7 separate regions of the Mus musculus genome follow, and all the other regions are linked to region 6. Evidence: chromatin contacts called from public promoter capture Hi-C data. All regions are on one chromosome and are shown on one strand. Each heading gives the region's core, a stretch centred on a gene start, on an enhancer-like site or on the middle of the called end of the contact. The rest is flanking DNA. Distances are from core to core; before and after follow the strand shown.

Region 1 (2,741 bases), core at 239-2,738, 2.3 Mb after region 6:
GCATACAGTTGGCATTTAATGTTTTCTTGAAAAGGTCTTTCCACCTGAGGATCTTTTTCCTTTTTAAGACATGGTCTCACGGTAGCACTGGCTGTCCTGAAACTGGCCAGGTAGACCAAGTTGTCTGGCAATCACAAAGATCCTCCCACCTCTGTCTGGATTTAAAGCCATGTGCCACCATACCTGTTAGAAGTCCCTTTCTTAACAAGCAGCTAGTATCTGGGTACATGGTCCAGGAGACACTCACACTGTAAGGCAGATATAGGAAGGATTAAACTCGGGGTCTTCTGCTGAAGGAGTAATAATCAGACTTAAGTTCCAGAGGTTAAAGAGGGTCCTTGCTTCCCCACCCCCACACACAAGGTCGCTGCCCATGACCTAGCAACCATTCATTGTATTGATCGTGAGCCTCCCTTGGATTCTGGAGGCAAGGACCTTTGTTCCCGTTCCAGTGCTCCGTGTTTGGCTCCCATCATCCACCACAAAGCTGGCAGCTGTGGATCTCTGCAGCTTCCTACCTGGCTTTATTCCTGCCCCCTTCCCTTACCGCTTCCCTTGCTTGCTTTCCTTCCCTCTCCCCACTGCCTTCCTCTCGCTGACCAAATGCAATTCTTGGATCTTACATTTCGCTGATGGTCGAGTTTTCTGTCTCCCACACTTTTCCTGCCTCTGTCCCACTGCTGGTGTGTTTCCATATCTAGTTGTCAACCTCTTATCTGTCTCCCTCTCGGAGAGCCAGCGCAGCCTGGCCTCCCTCTCCCCTGTCTGCCTCTCCTTTTGTTCTCCCTGCCCAGCCATCACGGAAGCTGCGCGCTCGAAGGAACTGTCTCCACTGTAAAGACTAAAGGAAACTCCAAAACCCTACCTCCCATTCCTTCCTCTTCCAACAAATTTCACCACTTCTATCCATCGGGCTTCCCCCGATCCTGTGACCTTGAAGCCCTTTCCTACCCAGGCAGTTCACACTTAATAGAACAGCCAGATTGTAAAAGCCATTAATAAAGGGGTCGGTCCCCCAATTCAAAGTAATTGCGGTGGCTGTTGGGCATGTGGCTTTTGTTACAGTCTTAACTTTGGGGCAAGAGGAGGAGAAGGAGGCTGTCCACAGGTCTCAGCATACAACCCTCTTGTTAGTAAATGTCCCTTCTCCCAACCTTCCTCACTCGCAAGTTAGACTTCATGTCTCCACCATTCCTAGCCATCGGGCTTCCCAATACTTAAACACTCTCAAGTGAGACATGCTGAATACTACGGGAATCAGGCCACCCAAAAAATGCTTAGGAAGAGAAAGTCTTCCGCATCCCGTCCCCTGGGACACCCAGGCTCCTAGTTAGTTGCCGGCTGCGGCCTCAACCCCTGCAGATGGCAGCCTGCACCACAGAAAAGACAAACTTTTTTTTCCCCTTCTCTCCTGCTGTAATTGGATTCGAGCTGAAACACCACGTCCCCACCGAAAAAGGAGGGCATTGGGGCGGGGGCGGAGGAGAGGCTGTGGGAGAAGGGAGGGACCAAAGGAGAGCAGAGAGGGCTTCCAACTCAGTTCGCCGACTAAGCAGAAGAAAGATCAAAAAACGGAAAAGAGAAGAGCAAACAGACATTTCCAGGAGCAATTCCCTCACCTCCAAGCCGACCGCGCTCTAGGAATCCACATTCCGTTCCTTTAGAAGACAAAGGCGCCCCAAGAGAGGCGGCGCGACCCCAGGGCGTGGGCCCCGCCGCGGAGCCCGCACCGCCCGGCGCCCCGACGCCGGGGACCATGTCTCCCGCCCCTCGACCCTCCCGCAGCCTCCTGCTCCCCCTGCTCACGCTTGGCACGGCGCTCGCCTCCCTCGGCTGGGCCCAAGGCAGCAACTTCAGCCCCGAAGTAAGTGAGCTCCTCCGGCCCTTCCCGGAGTTTCGCCCGCCGGGTAGGCGAGCCCGGGGGTCTCCAAGGGGACAGCCCCCGCTGAGAGATGGGCTCTGGGGGGGCTCTGCTGCGCCAGCCTTTCTTTTTCTCCCCTCATCTGCAAACTTGCAAGTTGATCCAACTTTTGCCTGCCTCCAACAACCCCCCTTCCGCCGCCACCGACTCTTTCCCATTCCTCCCTTCCCTGGAAGAACTCTGCAGCGGGGCCCGGGCCTCGCTTTTCCAAGCTCTGCGCGCACTGTGGCACAAGGCGGGAGCCTCAGAGACACTGGACTCCGCGCCGTCCGGGCCGGTGTCACACGCGAGTTGTTCCTTCAGTTTGGCAGCGCTCAGGTGCCCGAGGCCCTGCACGGACGCATCCGTACCAAGTGGGGGCGTCGGGGGCGCCCAAGCTGTACCCGCCTCCCCTGGACCGCCCTCGGTGCGGGCCGCTGGCCCGGGCGTCGAGGATCGCGGCGGGCCGAACTTCCGCGCACACAAAGCTCTTCTTGTGAGCAGCGGGGCTCAGCCTGGCCACCTCCTCCCTCGTCCTCCACACCCCTACCGGCGCCTTGGGGGGCCTTTTTGTTGTTGATAATTATTTTTCTGCATTGATCGCGGGGAGACTAGGGGGAGTCGCTCGCTCGGTGAGTTAGTTGAGGGTTGGCCTGGGTCTCCCCTGAGTGTCCCAACTGACTCTGGCGCCCCCACCCCCATCCCTAACTCTTCCGTGACCATAGCCCACCCCGGTCCTGAAGGAAGCGGCATGGGAGTAGTCCGAGGAAGTTTTCCCTCCCTCTCTTATTTTGGGGTGAAGGTGGGAGACGGATTTAATCAGCTTCTTATTTTGGGCCAT
Region 2 (2,700 bases), core at 160-2,659, 2.8 Mb after region 6:
GAAGTAACAAGAAAGAACTGAAGGAAAGAAGCATAATTGGGTTGCCTCTTTCTGGCCTTAACTGGAGTTCCAGAGCTGAAGAAATGGCAACCTTCAGGAGTCCTGGGTGGGGGGAGAGGTGGGAGGATCAGCACACTGATGAGTGCCCTCCTGTGGATCTGCTGTAGTCAGAAAGCTTCTTGCCCTGGAAACTTGCTCTACAGAAAGATATTATCACATGCTGGATAGTGGTGCCTCGGGCCTTTAATCCCATAGTGTCTGAGGCAGAGGCAGGCCAATCCCTGTGAGATCGAGGCCAGCCTGCTCTATAGAAGTGAGTTCCAGGGCAGCCAGGGCTACACAGAGAAGAAACCATGTTTCAAAATACACACACACTCGGTTTTTATATATACATATTTTTACATATATATATATACATAAATGCACATATAAATAGATATATGTATATTATATATACATATATGTGTATATTATAAATATGTATATGGAATATATAAAAATATAAAAATATTTACATATACTATACTGATATACTTTATATTTATATGTATATTGATACATTTATAAATTATATATAACATATATATTTATACTTATAAACATATTTATATTGTATGTGTATATATAAAAGCACATATTTATATAAACATATGTGTATGGATAAATGTATATATAATCCATGTATATGTGAATGTAGATATTCACATGTAAATTATAGATATATGTAATCTGTAAAACAGGTATTAACCCAACATTGGTAACCTGTATTTAGAGAGGGTGTGTAAGATTAGTAAGCTTGTATCAATTTGTGCCTTTTATTGTTTGATTTTTGTTTTAAATAGTAAGAATTAACTCCTGTGGTGGGTAACAAATGAAAAGAAAATCAATCTGATTACAAAAGATGAAGATTGCTTGTGGACACTGTAAACCAAGGCCTGACACCTTGATACCTAGCTGAAACTCCAGCCAAGGAAGAGCCCACTGCATTAAAGGTCCTGAGGGGAAGTATTTTTGTGTTTAGTGTTTCTACTAGCCCCACAAGGGCAAGAGGTTGTTCCCAGCTTAATAGGAACTGCTCTGCTTTTCCTAGGCACGCAATCCAAGCTGGAAAGTTCAACAAGTGCGTGAACAGAAGAGACCTTCCGGAAATGCTGAATTTGCACTGAGCTGCTGAGGCCCGGTGTGTTTCTCTGGGGACACTGCGGGCTTCGCAGGCAGCCGGCACAGGTCACTATGGCCTCTGAACAGCCCTTCAATGGCCCTCTCTTCCTGGAGTTGTGGCTCTTCCCAGCCCTGCCTCCCAGCCCCGCCCCTCTCTCTGGACGCATCTCTGTGTCCCATCATCACCCGGCGCCGGGCCCTCCCTCCCTGCCCTCCCCTCCTCCCTCCTTCCTTCCTTCCCTTCCTCCCTTTCTCCCTCCCTCCCTCCCTCCCTCCCAGCTCCTCCACCAGGAAACAACCGGATTCCGGATCCCGGCTGCGGCCTGACCCGTGAGATTCCTTAACCTGGCTGGCGGGCGGGGTTGGAGACCAGCTAAGGGTGGGGGAATGGGAGGAGCTGGGCCTTTGGGCTGCTCTTGGGGGTACCGGGAATAGAGATGGTGTCGGCAGGAAGCCCGTGGTCCCGGGTTTCCCAAGAGGGCAGTCATTAAACACGGAATCGGTCCCACAGCTGGCAAAGCTTTGGAGGTAGGGGCCCAGTCCCAGGCGCTGCAGTTCCAGTTCTTTCCGGGCCAGACCCAGGCCTTTCCCACCTAGTTCTCTCTCCCTCCCCTTTTCAGGGCTCCACTCTAGCCGGGAGGATGAAAGGCCTCAGCTGGGGGCTCCCTGCCACCAGCACTGGGTCCTAAGAGCTGCCATCCAGGCTGGGTAAGTGTCCTCTTCCTTTCTGCCCCATTACAGCCCTTGGCTTTTCCCATCTTCCTATTCAGCCCCTGTCTCCTCCCTATCTTGTGCCTCTGCCAACATCTTCGCATCATGCTCCTGGGGAGGTCTTAAGCCCCTTCCTATAGCCAAAAAGGGGTGTGTGTGTGTGTGTGTGTGTGTGTGTGTGTGTGTGTGTGTGTGTGTGTGTGTATAGAGGTGGCATACAGCTGGTGCTGTCGTATGAAAGGAATCTGAAGTAGTCTAAAAATAAGATTTCCTGTTGCACACTTAATTTGACATGTTATACGTGGCCAGCTGCTTATGCTCTGAACCTCCCCATGACTTAAATCCGTTGCTCTTTCTTGGCCCTGCCCAGTGCCTCTGAGCATTTCACCTATCTCAGGAGCTTGATCAAATAGGAAATGTCCCTTCTTGCTCTCTGTCAATAATTTCCTTATATTTATGTCAGTCTGTCATCCTTGCCCCTTTCAGCCGCCCGGATGGCGACCCCAGCCTCAACCCCAGACACACGGGCTCTAGTGGCTGACTTTGTAGGCTATAAGCTGAGGCAGAAGGGTTATGTCTGTGGAGCTGGCCCTGGGGAAGGCCCAGCCGCCGACCCGCTGCACCAAGCCATGCGGGCTGCTGGAGACGAGTTTGAGACCCGTTTCCGCCGCACCTTCTCTGACCTGGCCGCTCAGCTACACGTGACCCCAGGCTCAGCCCAGCAACGCTTCACCCAGGTTTCCGACGAACTTTTCCAAGGGGGCCCTAACTGGGGCCGTCTTGTGGCATTCTTTGTCTTTGGGGCTGCCCTGTGTGCTGAGAGTGTCA
Region 3 (2,700 bases), core at 6-2,505, 2.5 Mb after region 6:
GTTGCTCACGATGGGTAAGTTAGTGAGAAAAGGAAATAAATAAAAACCAAAAAAACAAACAAACAAACAAAAAAAAACAAAAAAGAAAGAAAATAAAAGAACCCAAAAAACCAATTAAACAAAATAACTTAATTAAAACAAGAAAAACACGAACCAAATAAATAAACCCAACAAAGAAATAAAAAAATAAATTATAAAAATAAAAGATTAAAGAAGAGGTAGAAAATAAAAGAATAAACTAGGAATATGACAAATGTTCCAGGTACCATCTCACACCTGGGATCTTCAGTTCAGCCAATCGCACCTCACTGTGTACTGTATCTAGTCAACCGCCGTCCAATCAGAATGAGCCCTCCCTGCTAGGCGCTGTGCAATTGGTGGGGGGTTGGGTTGGCAAAAAAGGTGGGCGCACGGCGTGGTAGTCAGCGTGGCACTGCCAGAGTCCTCCCAGGGGCGCAGGGGGGGCGGGAGGGAATCGTGTGGGGGGACGCTGCCCAGTTTCCAAGATGTCAAAACAGTTCACTGGCGATGGCCAGCCTCAGCGAGGGGCAGAGGGGGGAATGGGGGCAGAGCATCAGTCCTGGCCCTGTAGGGCATCATCTTGCAGTCCCTGATGAATGAGCAAGCGGCCTGTGAGCGGCAGGAATGCTCCTTGCCTTTCTTTCATGAGGCAGGCAGGACCCTATGTCCACCAGTGACAAGCTGCAGCAGTGCCACTAGCCAACACTTGGGATCCAGGTGACAACTCCAAAGTCCCTTCCTCCTCTGAGTGTAACTGGGGAGAGGTCCTGTCACCGAGCAGGATCATGGAGCCTCTGATGAAGGTAGCCCGGGGGTGGCAGTAGTCAATTTCCCCAGGACCTGGTACACATTCAGCAGCAAGCTCAGAGTATGTCTTCCGGTTTGTCGTTGGCACCTCCTCAGGGACTGCAGCTGAGACAGTGGTTCCGGTTGGGTGGGTGAGTGAGTCCCTGCCTCCAGGGATGGAGGAGAAGCTGAAGCGACCGACACGATGCTGCCCTTCACCATGGACAGCAGGGACCAAAGGAAAGTCCATCTGAAGAGCAAGTGGTGACACGCGGGCTGGGCTGCCATCAGCTTTAAGCCCCTGGGTACAGACCCCCAGACTTCTCTGCAGGGTTTCTAGTCAACAAAGCTTAGGCCACCGGCCCCACTCAAGTGTTTACAGCTCGGCACTGTCGTCATAAACATCTGACTCTCTTAGGTTTCTTGGTCCCTAGATGGGGATCCCAACAGTCTGTAGCAAACAAGGCAACCCACAGTCTCTGACAGGTAAGGGCATGTGGGCAGGCACCCCAGCACTGGCACAACTCTTCTTGGGGTGTCCCGAGTAGGGCGATGATTCAAGTCCACCCCTTTCCAAATGCTTCTTGTTCTCAGTACAAGTCTCTCCAGAACAGTGCTCGTCTCAGCCCCGATGTAAGCAAGAAGGGAGGCGGGGCCCATCACAGACGCCCACAGACACGCCCCTCTGGCCAAGACACCGGGAGCACACTCGGCTCTGATTGGGCGGCTCGGTAGCAGCGGGTGGGTCCAGAGGTAGAGGCGGCATCAGCGATTGGCCAGTTGGGCAGGGTTATATTTTACGGGCGGATTACCGTACATGAGGTACTTGGACAAAGTTTTACGGGGAAGAAGGACCTTGTAATAAATAATATTCTGCACATCAAATCACTTTCACCGGCCCCCACCCCCGCAACACACACCAGAGAAAGGCTACACACACAACAGCCCCTCCCACCCTGTAATAATACCACTCCCAAACCCAGCTAATTCTATTTCTTTAAGGGTCAAGAAGACCTCGCTGGCTCCAATGGGGGAAGCCTCTTGAACTGGGTATAGGAAAAAGTGGTAATATTTGTGCCAACAAAACAAAACAAAACCTAAGAGGGCCTTGTGGTTCACCCCTTGGATTTCTAAGAAGCTACACTTCCGTAATTAGACCACTGGGGGGCAGAAGAGCAACAAAAATTCCTCAGCATGGCTGACTCGGTAAGAGACCCAAAGCCCCACTAGGTGGCGACAAGTGCCATTAAGCTTTTAAAAAGGAGGGAAAGCTCAAGGAGTTAGCTTCACAGAAGCTTCAGCAGCAAGAAAGCTGCACTTGGGTTTTTTGGTTTTTCTCTCTCTCTCCTCTCTCTCTCCCTCGCCTCCCTCTCCCCCCTCTCTCTCTAAAAAAAAGGGCCATTAACAGACTTCCAAATTAGGAGCCTGGTCTATATCACTGCTTCATGTAGGGAAAGGAAATCAAAGACCTTGTCTGTTATCACAAGGGGCATCCCTTGCTAAACCAGCGAATTCTCCCTTGCCCTATCCTGATCCAAGGATAGCCTTATCCCCTTTAGGTCATCCCACTGTGTAAGAGGGATGGCTGAGATGGTCTATTCTCCCTAGGCCCACGCTCGGCCCACCCTCCCCAACAGGTGGCTTGGCTAGTTACCTCTTTCTTTTCCTCTTCTTCAGCACCACCCTCTGGGCGCTCATCATTGCTGACTTGGTCTGCAACAGGCAGAGGAGGCTCAGGCACCTCATTTTCAGGTCTGTTTTCACTGGTGTCCATGGTCACTTCCTCCTTCTCTTCACTGACAGGATGGAAGAGATTGAAGGAAAGGGTAGGAGAGAGTGAAGGGGAAGAGAGAGCAAGATGTTAGCTTTGTGGACATAAAATCCCAATGGCTC
Region 4 (2,760 bases), core at 56-2,555, 2.5 Mb after region 6:
CATTGTATTTCTTATCCCTCCTGGGTTTTGCGTTTGCCTCCTCTTGCCCCTACCCCAAGTACCCCTCCCAGGACCCCACCCCCACCCCCGTTCAGTAACTGGACTAGAATATTGTCTCACACACTTTCCCAGATGTGGAGTTTTCCAAACAAATCCCAACCAATAAAAGGTCACTTTGTCAAAATGCCAGGAGATTCCCTTCTGGTACCTCCCCCCAAAACTACTCATAAAGGCTAAAATATACACAGTTGCATGTTTAGGAAGGAAAACCAATAAAAAACCAAAAGCATTTAAAAAGTCACTAAAAGGCTCTGGACTACACACTCAGTCCCCGTCCCCCCCACTTCGTTTGCCAAACACACTGACTGCAGGCTTTGGGGCAATTATTTAATTATTCACTAATCTGATATAAAAAGAAGCAGAAAAGAAGGTAAATTCCAATAGGATGAAAGTTCTTAAGTATGCTAAGTGCAGGATTTCCTCTACGCTTTACTTTGCATTTGAAATCCTGTTTTGATCACATTTGGGAACACAGAGGGGAAAAAACATCCTAAGGTCTATTTTACACACATAAAATCAAATGAAAACACTTTAAAAATAAAATCCGATAACAGCACATATACACATACTTTACATAAATACAAAGAATAAACCACAAGATGAATCCATACGAAATGGTATGTTTTAAGTGTACATACACACAAATGTCCTCATGAAATTGTGTGTGCAAAACACTGTGAGAGAGCTTTCCCTTCTCTCCTGGGAAATGAGTGTCCCAATTAAAATAACCCAGTATATTTAATCTATTGGCCTGTCACACTCGCTGCTACATTGCTGCTACAGCACTTGGTTTTGGTTCTGAGTGAGTGTGTCTAAAATACATGCCAAAGGCTTTGTGAGGGCACCTCAAATCTCTCTGTTGCCTGTGGTAGAAATTCACATTATCGCTTTAACCCGATTAAAAACAAATCTATACTTCCCCAAGCGACTAAAATTTAAATCCTTCAACCACAAAATTTACCAATTCTTAAAATGTGATCCAAAAAGAAAAAAAAAATCTGTAAATTGGTCTGGGAACAGTTGCACACGGCTTCTCAACTTGGTATATTTTTAAACCTCGACCAGGAAAAAGAAAGAGAAAGAGAGACAGGAAAAGAAATGGGGAAAAGAGCAAATTCCCCTTAGCAACAGTTTCCTCACCCCAGCACTGCCACAGATCTCTATTTTTAAAAATTTGGAAAACGCACACAAGATGAAGGAGGAAAAAAAATGGAAAAAGGATACTCGAAGGTCGTATGGCTCTTTGTATTCGTGTGTGTGCAAAAAAGGAGGACTCGCGGAGCCGGAGCTCACAAGCCCCGCCCCTTCCCGGCCGCCCGCCCGGATTGGCCGCCGCCCGCCCCGCCCGCAAGCACACGCGCCGCACCCGAGGCGCCCGTCCGGGGGGCCCCCGAGGGCCGCGAGCTCCCGGACCTGGCCGATGCGCCCACTGCCCTTCCCTTTCTCCTCGCTGTCCGCTCATCTTTCCCGTCTCGTTCTCCCTCCCCGCCCCCCAAGCCAGGCTCAGAAGAACCACCCTGTGAGTGAGCGCCCTCTGACATTGCTAAGCTGGGAGAACTAGCGAACTTGGGACCTCTTAGGCTGATTGAGCGTCAGGTTTGGGGGGCGAGGCCCTCCAACCCTTGGTTTCCCAGGCCAGTGTCTCTGGGTCACACAAGTTGTCTAGCAGCCCACCTTTACATGAACATCTATGAGTGTAACGTTGTTCAAGTGAGAGGCTAAGTAGCCTTACACTTGGGGCTTGTTTTTGCACAGCCTGAGCCAGGCTCCCCTACTAGGCTAAAACCACATTCTGAAGAAACCAAAATGTCTCCCTCACACACCCTGCATGTAGACCATTGCTTAAACCTCGATTTTAAGCAGTCCATAAACCGGTCTCACTGCACCTTTTTATTATAAAACGTTTGCGCGAACACACACACACACACACACTAACATACATACATACATACGTGTGTGTGTGTGTGTGTGTGTGTGTGTGTGTGTGTGTGTGTATTTTTTCTTTTGGTGGGGGCACTCGCGTGCCGCAATGCAAAGTGTGGCAATTAGGGGACAACTTGTGCCAGGTGTGGTGGCGCATGCCTTTAATCCCAGCACTCGGGAGGCAGAGACAGGCGGATTTCTGAGTTCGAGGCCAGCCTGGTCTATAAAGTGAGTTCCAGGACAGCCAGGGCTATACAGAGAAACCCTGTCTCAGAAAAAAGAAAAAAAAAAAAAAAAAAAAAAAAAAGAATAGGGGACAACTTGCAGGAATTCTCTCCACCTAGAGGGTCTGAAGGATCAAACTCAAGTCCACAGGGGTTTGGCAGCCTTCACCAGTGTCTCTGCTGGACACTAAGTTCTCTTTCTCCCCCCCCCCTCTCCCTCTCCCTCTCCGTCTCTCTCTCTCTCACCTATTTATTTATGTTTTAATATCTGAAACCCATGACCCTTCTCAAGTCTTCTTTCTAGGACTTCCTGCCTTTTCCTCCTCACTCGAACCCCTGACCTATGAGTTTATAAAAGAAAATGAAAAGAACTCTAAAAATGGTGATGCATGCTTTAACCACATTAAAAGAAAAAGATGTGTTCCCGTTTCTTTTTCCCTCTTGTTCTGGAAGCAGTTTCTATGCTTCTGGCTGTGGCCTGGCTGTGTTGAAGAGGAGACTGCAGACGTCTCCAGCTTTGCACAGCAATGTTGACATGGCTTCTTACAGAGGG
Region 5 (2,914 bases), core at 281-2,780, 2.8 Mb after region 6:
AGGAGGGGCCAACCCAGAACCAGAAGGCACAGGGGATGAGGACTGAGAGGGAGGGAGAAAGGAACAAAAGAGGACAGGCTTCTGGGAGAGATCACTGAGTGGATAGAAATAAACAGGACAGTGCCATAGAGCAGGTTGGAGGTGTCTGCCTGGCAAACCTCCTTTCCCTGGTGAACTCACCGACGTGGCAATGGCCATGGCTCTGGCCTCCAGCGTCGCCTGCTTCAGGCCAGGCTCTGTTTCGCTGACTTCAGCGATGGCTGCCCCACACCATGGTTCCCGGCCTCCAAGTCAGAAGGTCACCCCAAGCTGTAGCGCTTGAGGAGATAGATGCCTCCCCCCAAAGTTGGAGGAAGAGAAAGAAAACCCACAAAACTTTCCAAATAGGAGGCAGCTTGGCCAAGCAGGAGGAGGAGTAAGGCGGGCCTGGGCGTCGCTGCGGGACCTCATCCAAGGGGCGCGCTCTAAATTGTCCCCCAGGGTCTCTCGGGGCTCCAGGCCCCCACAGCTGCCGCCTTAAGTCGCAGAGGCCTCCTGGACTCACATGGGCTCACAGCTCACTTCCCAGGCTAAGAGACAGGAGCTGTGGCTGCTTTCGACGCCTCTCCAAGCAGCTCAGGCTAGCCCCGAGGGCTGGGAGAAGCCGCCTGAGTGGTTGGGCTGGACGAGCGACTCTTGGGGCCAACCCTCCCCCAGCGGCGCAGAGCGGTGCTCCCAGGGCTGTCTGTGGTCGTGGCAGCCGGGCCACTGCGGCGGGACCCGCGGGGAAGGAGGAGGAGCGACAACTGAGCTGCGTGTCGCCAAACTCGCTCAAGTCAGCGCAAAGGCCGGCGCCAAAAGGCCTAAGAGCGCGTGGCGGTGGAGCTGGGCTGTCTGCCCAGGCCCGCGCCGAGGCGAGCTCTCCCGGCCACACTCCTTCTCAACACAGCCGGGTCTTGGAGGTGGCCGCCAGGCACCTCTCAGTCTCAGCGCTCAAGGGCGCGCACCACCCTTTGCCCCAGGCACCCCTCTGGCCCCAGTCCCCGCTCACACACCCTGGACCGGGCCCTCGGCGCGTCCCAAAGCTTAGGGAAGCTCCAGGTGTCTTGGGAAATGAAGAAAAAGGCACCGAGCAAAAGGGAACAGAGAAGGGGAGGAGCAGTGCTGTGGGCTCGCCTAGGGTCGAGGTGGGGACACTGAGGGTTAGAAAAGGTCCGGGGTCGCGCGCGGCCCCCGATCACCCCTTGCACTCCGCGCCCCTTCCCTCCCTTGCCCGGGCTCCCGCTCCCCCTCGGCAAGCTCTCCCTCCCCTCCCCGCAGGCCCATTCCTCTCGCGAGGGGCTCGGGCCAGGGGATTAAGAGAAGGGGGAGGAAGGGGGAAGGGGAAGCTGTAGGGAAAGGGGACGATCCTTTCCGAGGCGGTGTTGAGTTTCAGCTCCAGACCCTCGGGCCAAACTGCGCGCCCCAGCCCGGCCACTCTCCCCCGCACCTTCCTCCTCGGGACCGCGCAGCAGACCGCGGGGTGGTCTGGTCCGCGCGCTCCGGGGAGCTCGGCTCTGCCCGACACGCCCCCGCTCTCCCCCGCCAGCCCCACGCCTCTCCCTGCCTCCCTTTCATTAGCCCCACATCTGTCTTTCCCGAGGGAGGGGACGCGCTGCTTCCGCCGCGCGCTAGGGTCCCGGCGGTTTGAGCACGCTGACTTTGCAGGGGCTCAAACCGGCTGCGGGGGTGAGCCGGGGAGGTCCAGAGGGCCACAGGCTTGGAGTCTGGTGCTGAACAAAGATTCTGGCCCTTGGGAGAGAACAAGAAGCTTTAGCGGCTGGCACCAGATCCCAGGCTGGCCGGTTGCACCGCCTTTTAGCCTCCTTTGCCAGTCCGGGCCTGTTTCTTGTCTTTGGTTTGGCCCTCGCTGCTACTGGAGCAGCTGGAGTAGAGATCGTAGGCAGAAGATGACAAAACTCTTTCTGAGGGGCTGGAATCGGGAGTTTCAGCCAAACCCCAGCTCCTTGCCTCCTTTCCCCTTCCTGCGGCCTCCCTTCAGTCGCCCTCTTCTCTAGCCTTTACTTCGAGGAGATATACATCAGAGCTTCTCAGGGTTGGGAGAGATCTGTCTTCTTCAAAAGAAAAGAATTTGGGGCGGGGTGGGGGGAGTGTGTCCTGGTAAGCAAGCTGCTAAATAGAGGTGCAAAGCTGTAATGTTTCCCCAGTGTTTACGTTTAACAAATGAGCACTTTAAGCACAAACAGACAACGAGCTTAGTCGTAACCTCTTTACAAGAGAACAGATAAAATCTTACTTAAGGACCTTTGTGAACTGGAGGCTTTGAGACCACTGTTGCTCCACCACACCACAGTGTTCCACAAGCTTAAGCACAGCATTTTCCCAGAACCACCCGAGGGGACAATGTTTACTGCCTGGTTACCTAGAACCCTCTGCCGAGGGAGAGGGAGAGTTGGCACCTAAGGGTGGCTCAGTGAAAGTTTCAGGATGAACGCGGGATGAATGGTGCTGGCCCTGGTCAGTGATGCTGGAGGGCAGACTTCATGCCCTGGCTGGAAACCTTCAACAGACTCAGGCTCCATTAGAACGAAAAGGAATTTTCGGGGAAGCTAAGCAGAAGGATGTGAAAGGTCCAGGCAGGGCTGCAGTTTGAGAGATGGGTGGGGACCTCAGAGCTTGAGGAATGACTTTAGGTAGGGGCAGCTTCTGTCTTGGGAGTGAATCCTGGCTTGTTAGCTCTGATACCTTGGTCTAGTCATAGCCATCCGGCAGTTTTAATTCCTCCCGTGTAACAGTTGCTTTGGCAAGGAGAACACAGATGGAAAATGCCCCTTCTTCCTCTAACAACACTTTCACGAAAACCAGATGTTCTCAGCTGAAGGAATGGGAACCTTTGCTGCAGTCTTGGTTGGTTTTTTTTATTCTTCTGGAACTC
Region 6 (2,737 bases), core at 48-2,547:
CTGTCTTGAAAAACCAAAAAAAAAAAAAAAAAAAAAAAAAAAAAGAACTCAACACCTACAAGAGAGAAACTAATTTGTTTTTAAGCACGGTTTTACTATGTAGTCCTGGGCTGCCTTGCAATGGGTAAGGGGTCCTGTCTCAGAGCCTCCACAATACAAAGATTACTGGCCTGCACTATCATACATAGCTATAAACTGCCTTTTTGAGTTTTAGAGGGATAGGACTAGTACTGAGGTAGCTGTAAACCCTTGCTGTGCCTTTTAATTATTGTTCCCAAGTCCAGCTTGAAATTTTTCTGCTAACATCCGTGTCAGGTCCCCTCCCCCCAAAAATAAGCCTTTCCCCCTATTTATTTATTTACGAAACAGAGTTTCTCTGTGTATCCTGGGCAGTCCTAGAACTCAAAGAGATCTGCCTGTCTCTGCCTCCCAAGTGCTGGGATTAAAGGCGCGCACCACCTAGAAACTCAGTGAAAATACTTGACCTGTCTAGTACGATCCTGTCAACCGCTTCTAAGGCTCAATTCTCTCTATGACAGTAGTACCTACCTCAAGTTCCACTAACTTATGATTTGTAACCTGCAGATAAAATGTGAGCTGTAATTATTCCAATTAAAATTAATCTTCCGCACTTCCCTTTACAAACACAAGCACTCCGACTTTTAACCATTTTACCCCTAGAGGAAAAAAGTAATGATTACTCAACCTATTGTTAAAACGCCGTTCAGATGCCATGTAGCCAGCCTGGAATTTAGAAGCTTCCAGTCCGACACCACCATGTTATCGCTCCCCTACCCCCACCCAGCGTCTATCTTCGGAAGTGATAACGGAATCCGTAAGATATCCCCGACAATTACATCAACAAGCATTTCGTTCTTCGCTTTCTTGGTCCCCCCTTGGAATCCCTGATGGGCAAAGAAAATCAAAGTAGCCGTTAAACCCGAGCGCGCAGACAGGGTATTTTCGTACGCACCGTGGCCTGGAGGTCACTAGGTTGACTCCGCGCCAAGGCCGAGGCCCTGTTGCCTCCCGCATGAGACCCAAGTCCCCACCGCACGGGAACAAACGCGGCCTCGGCTTCTGCCGCGAGGCCGGTTTCCCCCTTACACACGCTGGCGGGGCCCAGCAGCCCAGGGCCTCCCCTGCACTCGCCCCCTTCGCTTACCAAAAGGAAGGAGAGAGAGAAGAGACCGCCTCTCCTACTGCGAGTCTACGCCGAGACGCCGGAGCTACAACAGCGAAGAACCACACGACCGTTCGCTCTCCGTCTCCTCACAAAATGGCCCCCGAGCTCCTCTGCCGCCGAGGCGAAAGTCCAGCCCCCGCCTCGTTCCTGGAGGCGTTCCTATTGGCTGTGACTTTTCTCGCTCCCGCTCCTAATTAGCGAGCGCTACCGCTCCTCACAATTCCGTCCAATCATAATCCGAGGTGGGTTGGGCTAATTGCGAGAATTTCCACATGCGTAACAGAGGCTAGTTAGTAATTGGTTCAGCTTCATGCCACTTAGTGACTGACGGATGGTTATTGGTCAATGTACCAGACGGAAAGCTGGGTGGAATTTTCGCCTTTGTATCGCGCACAGCTTCTCATCCGGGTATCCGGCGGATCTGACTGACGGCCGCATCGTCCTATCAGTGCTTCTGAGAGCTCCCAGGTCCGGCCAGATCACCGCATTTCCGCGGCGCGGGGGTGGGAGAGCCTGGGTGGAGTCTGGTAGCGGGTGCAAACGGCCTGCCCTAGCCCCAGGCCTAGGAAAAGGGAAACGCAAACAAGCTTCTGAGAAGGGAGGAGAGTTATCTCTAGGCCGTCTACTAGCTCTGCAGTTATTATCAAATTCAGATCCCTTCTTTCTGCCAGATTCTATAAGCTGTTGGGAGGACATGGCCTTCTCAGTGAACAGCTCCCCCTCCAAACCAACTGGGTTCTGTAGTTCTCTCCTGCAGGAGCAATTACCCGACCTCCTATAAACCCGCTTCCTTGTCCCAAGTCGCCACACAGTCTGCAAACCCAATGGCCAGCCACCTCAATTTCCCACTTTCTAGAATAGACTACTTAATCCCCTCAGGTTTGGTCTGCCACTAAAGCTCTGGTTATACTGTAGGAACATTAAATACACTGAAATGTATATATAGCTTACGGAGAAAAGGAGATTGTATCCCAGAAAAATTTCCTGATTTTTTTTAATCTTTAGATCTTTAAACCTTTGCCTTTTTCTTTCTTTCCTTTTTTTTCTTTTTTTTTTTTTTTTAAGAAAAAGATTTATTTACTGTTTTTATATGAGTACACTGTAGCTGTCTTCAGACACACCAGAAGAGGGCATCCGATCCCACTACAGATGGTTGTGAGCCACCATGTGGTTACGATCAGGACCTTTGGAAGAGCAGTCAGTCCTCTTAACCTCTGAGCCATCTCTCCTGCCTAGCCTTTGTCATTTTCAAAAGATTTATTTTATGTAAACCAGTCCAACGAGTTTATGTGTTCCCAATTTTACATCTTATTTTTAAAAAGAAAAGTTTGGGCTAGGTAGTGTTTCAAGTGCAAGCCAGCCTGGTCAAGTTTCAGGACAGCTAGAGCTATAGAGTGAAACTCTATCTTGAAAAAACAATAAATATAAGTAGGTAGGTAGATTGACAGACAGACAGACAGACAGATAATTGGGGAGCCAGAAAGATGGCTTAGCAGTTAACAACAACTGCTGCTCTTCCAAAAGACAGAGGTTCAATTTACAGCACCCACA
Region 7 (2,778 bases), core at 273-2,772, 2.9 Mb before region 6:
GAATGTACTTTTGTAAGACACGAACTCATAAAAGTCGTAGTGTATAGAGGGCACTTTGTACAATACTTGGTAGATACTTACACATTTTATCATCTTTAGAGGCTGAGTCTCTCTGTTTGAGCTGGTGGTGTCCTTTAATAGTCTTAGTGAAAAGGATTGTCACCCTCGTGTCTCAAACCATGCCACAGTGCAGGTTAATCTCACTTGAAATTTATTTTTATTTTTACTTAGTATTTATTTTTAGAAACAGTTTTGCTATGCAGCCCAGGCTTCCTTTGAATTCCATAGCTTTTTACTTTTGCCTTCTGAGTACTTGGATTCCAGACATGTGCTGACTACTGCAGCTCACTTTTTTTTTTTTTCAGTTTAGATTATGGCACAAAGTTGCAAACACCTGTCATAAAAGCCTATCTCTGAAAACATGAATCTTGGGCATACCTGACTAGCTCTATAAATCAGTTGAAATAAATAAAAAAGCTATCTAACACATTTTATTCTTTTTAAACTTGTTATGGGTGTTTGCCTGTATGTAGGCGTATCTGTGCACATTCCTGATGCCCTTGGAGGCCAGAAAAGGCTGTAGCCTCCCTTTGACCTGGGATTACAGACAGTTGTGAACTGCCATTTGGGTGCTGGGAATCTAACCCTAGTGTTCCTTACTGCTGACTCATCTCTTCAGCTCCTACAAGTTAATAAGTAACTTGATTAGTATGCGTGTGAGTTACTCAACTCTCAGATCAGATATGCAGAAAACTACCAGCTGTGGATTAGAGCAGAGGTAACCCACACGCTCAAAGTTTTTACACCTGCTTAGCATATCACATGGGAGGATCCCGTGAACTCTTACCAGGTGCTTCCCAACCTAACACAATTACAACCACAAATCAGGAGTACGCTTGTTAGCCGCCACCATCTCTGTCGCTTCCCCCAGTTGTTGCCTTTCGTTGTCCGGCACCTGTTTGTCACATTTATGCCTTCAATCTTTGGGGTGGAGGAATGGGGCAACAAGACTACTAGCCATTCTTTTGTCCCAACGGGGTAGGTAAAGGTTCTTCTTCTTCTTTTTTTTAAATTGCAAAATGCTATCTTCACAGCTCAATGTTTTAAATTCCCTCTAATTCGCGGTCCAGGCCGGGATTTGCTGCCTTTGTAGCCGGCGCTCCCTGCCCCACGCGCCAGGTCAGAGCAAAAGTTGTAACAGTACAGCTGCATAAAGGCACTAGAGGTTGGATGTCAACAGCCAGCAGCTCCCAGGGCACCTAGCCCTGCCCACCCGGGGAGGCTGCGGGGCGAGTTCCGCAGGAACCTCTGGAACCCCAGGCTAGAGCCCCACCCCCGGCACGCGGCCTCCCGGAAGCCCTCCGGAGACACCTCGGGCCCCGCCCCTGCACAGGTCACCTCCCTCCACGCCCCCTTTTCTGGCCCGGCAGCCGGCAGGCAGGGAAGTGTCGTAAAGCTTGGCCCAGGAAACTTTACCCGGGGTAACAGGCGAGGCGCTTTACGGCGGCGGCGGCGGCCGGGTGAGAGGCTCGGCAGCGGCGGCGACAGCGGTGGCGGTGGTGGCGGCGGAGCGGCCGCGGCGGTGAAGGCGACTGCGGCGCGGCGGTGGCTGAGGGAGAGGAGCGGCGGAAACGGCGGCGGGGAGCGGCGCGGGGTGAGCCGCGAGGAGGGGCGGGTGGGAGGCGGTGACACGGCCGGCGGCGGGGCTCGGGCGGCCAGGGACGGTGGCCGGCGCGGCGGCGTGGGGGCGGCGCGGCGTTGGGGACACTCGGTGAGGGACGGTTTCTGCCTTTGTTCCCCCCGCCTCGGCCGCCCCCGGCCCGCCAGTCCGCGCTGCCTGGCGCCGGTCGGCCGCCTCTCATGGCCTCCTCTCTCGGCTGTGTCGCTTCTAGGATGGCGGAGGTACCGCCTGGGCCTAGCAGCCTCCTCCCACCACCAGCGCCTGCGGCCCCAGCGGCGGCGGAGCTCCGCTGCCCGTTCCCGGCGGGGGCCGCGCTCGCTTGCTGCAGCGAGGACGAGGAGGACGACGAGGAGCACGAAGGCGGCTGCGGGAGCCCAGCGGGCGGCGAGGCGGCGACCTCGGCCAAGGCGCGTTCTTGCCTTCGCTGCCCGCAGCTGCCTCCGGAGCAGCAGCAGCAGCAGCTCAACGGCTTGATCGGCCCAGAACTGCGACACCTCCGGGCCGCGGCGACCCTCAAGAGTAAGGTTCTGAGTGCAGCGGAGGCGGCCGCCCCCGACGGGGCCTCCAAAGTGACTGCCACAAAAGGAGCCGAGGGACACCCGGGGGAGAGACCTCCCCACTCGGTCCCCAACAATGCAAGAACTGCACTCCCCGGCCGGTCAGAGGCAGCGGCGGCGGCGGCGGGGGCGGCGAGCGACCCCGCTGCGGCCCGAAATGGACTGGTGGAGGGCACCGAGCAGCAGGAGGAGGAGGAGATGGACGAGCAGGTGCGGCTGCTGTCTTCGTCTCTGACCACCGGCTGCAGTTTAAGGAGCTCCCAGGGCAGGGAGGCCGAGCCCGGGGAGGATCGGACGATACGATACGTCCGATATGAATCTGAGCTCCAAATGCCTGATATCATGAGACTGATCACCAAAGATCTGTCTGAACCCTACTCCATTTATACGTATAGATATTTTATCCACAACTGGCCACAGCTGTGTTTCTTGGTAAGTGGATGGAATGAAAACAGGGTGAGCCCAGCAGAGATCCAGGCCACTCGGGGCAGGGAGTGTGAGGGCCCGGAGTGTGGCCGTGGATGTATCCTTCATTTTCAT

What was found. Promoter capture Hi-C pulls out the DNA fragments that hold promoters and counts their contacts.
Region 1: a contact with region 6 is called in a promoter capture Hi-C map of hippocampal neurons, with 5 times the contacts expected there. The contact joins the promoter of Mmp14 here to the promoter of Hnrnpc in region 6. A contact is called at or near these places in 3 of 39 promoter capture datasets (cranial neural crest, hippocampal neurons and liver) and 1 of 115 datasets of contacts at active chromatin or transcription factors (bone marrow-derived dendritic cells).
Region 2: a promoter capture Hi-C map of liver shows a contact between it and region 6, with 7 times the contacts expected there. The contact joins the promoter of Bcl2l2 here to the promoter of Hnrnpc in region 6. A contact is called at or near these places in 3 of 39 promoter capture datasets (liver and pre-B cells) and 1 of 115 datasets of contacts at active chromatin or transcription factors (astrocytes).
Region 3: a promoter capture Hi-C map of pre-B cells shows a contact between it and region 6, with 5 times the contacts expected there. The contact joins the promoter of 4930579G18Rik here to the promoter of Hnrnpc in region 6. A contact is called at or near these places in 3 of 39 promoter capture datasets (cranial neural crest, liver and pre-B cells).
Region 4: a contact with region 6 is called in a promoter capture Hi-C map of pre-B cells, with 7 times the contacts expected there. The contact joins the promoter of 4931414P19Rik here to the promoter of Hnrnpc in region 6. A contact is called at or near these places in 4 of 39 promoter capture datasets (cranial neural crest, hippocampal neurons, liver and 1 more).
Region 5: a promoter capture Hi-C map of hippocampal neurons shows a contact between it and region 6, with 2.8 times the contacts expected there. The contact joins the promoter of Efs here to the promoter of Hnrnpc in region 6. A contact is called at or near these places in 2 of 39 promoter capture datasets (cranial neural crest and hippocampal neurons).
Region 7: a contact with region 6 is called in a promoter capture Hi-C map of liver, with 4 times the contacts expected there. The contact joins the promoter of Naa30 here to the promoter of Hnrnpc in region 6. A contact is called at or near these places in 5 of 39 promoter capture datasets (cranial neural crest, hippocampal neurons, liver and 1 more).

Annotation. Positions count from the first base shown.
Region 1 is chr14:54,430,110-54,432,850 of GRCm38.p6, forward strand. It overlaps Mmp14 (matrix metallopeptidase 14 (membrane-inserted)), which reads left to right and starts at 1,489. Exons shown (of 10, transcript NM_008608.4): 1 at 1,489-1,864. The coding sequence starts at 1,757.
Region 2 is chr14:54,882,016-54,884,715 of GRCm38.p6, forward strand. Bcl2l2 (BCL2-like 2) reads left to right here and starts at 1,410. Exons shown (of 4, transcript NM_007537.1): 1 at 1,410-1,491; 2 at 1,782-1,869; 3 at 2,359-2,700. The coding sequence starts at 2,367.
Region 3 is chr14:54,649,256-54,651,955 of GRCm38.p6, forward strand. 4930579G18Rik (RIKEN cDNA 4930579G18 gene) reads left to right here and starts at 1,256. Exons shown (of 6, transcript NR_038053.1): 1 at 1,256-1,293; 2 at 1,810-2,013; 3 at 2,485-2,559. Acin1 (apoptotic chromatin condensation inducer 1) reads right to left here. Exons shown (of 19, transcript NM_023190.3): 9 at 2,462-2,603.
Region 4 is chr14:54,604,603-54,607,362 of GRCm38.p6, forward strand. 4931414P19Rik (RIKEN cDNA 4931414P19 gene) reads right to left here and starts at 1,306. Exons shown (of 7, transcript NM_028890.2): 1 at 1,201-1,306.
Region 5 is chr14:54,925,258-54,928,171 of GRCm38.p6, forward strand. Efs (embryonal Fyn-associated substrate) reads right to left here and starts at 1,531. Exons shown (of 6, transcript NM_010112.4): 1 at 181-1,531. The coding sequence starts at 198.
Region 6 is chr14:52,102,724-52,105,460 of GRCm38.p6, forward strand. Hnrnpc (heterogeneous nuclear ribonucleoprotein C) reads right to left here and starts at 1,298. Exons shown (of 9, transcript NM_001170981.2): 1 at 1,166-1,298. It also overlaps a transcript of Rpgrip1 not described here.
Region 7 is chr14:49,170,724-49,173,501 of GRCm38.p6, forward strand. Naa30 (N(alpha)-acetyltransferase 30, NatC catalytic subunit) reads left to right here and starts at 1,523. Exons shown (of 5, transcript NM_027492.2): 1 at 1,523-1,654; 2 at 1,893-2,670. The coding sequence starts at 1,894.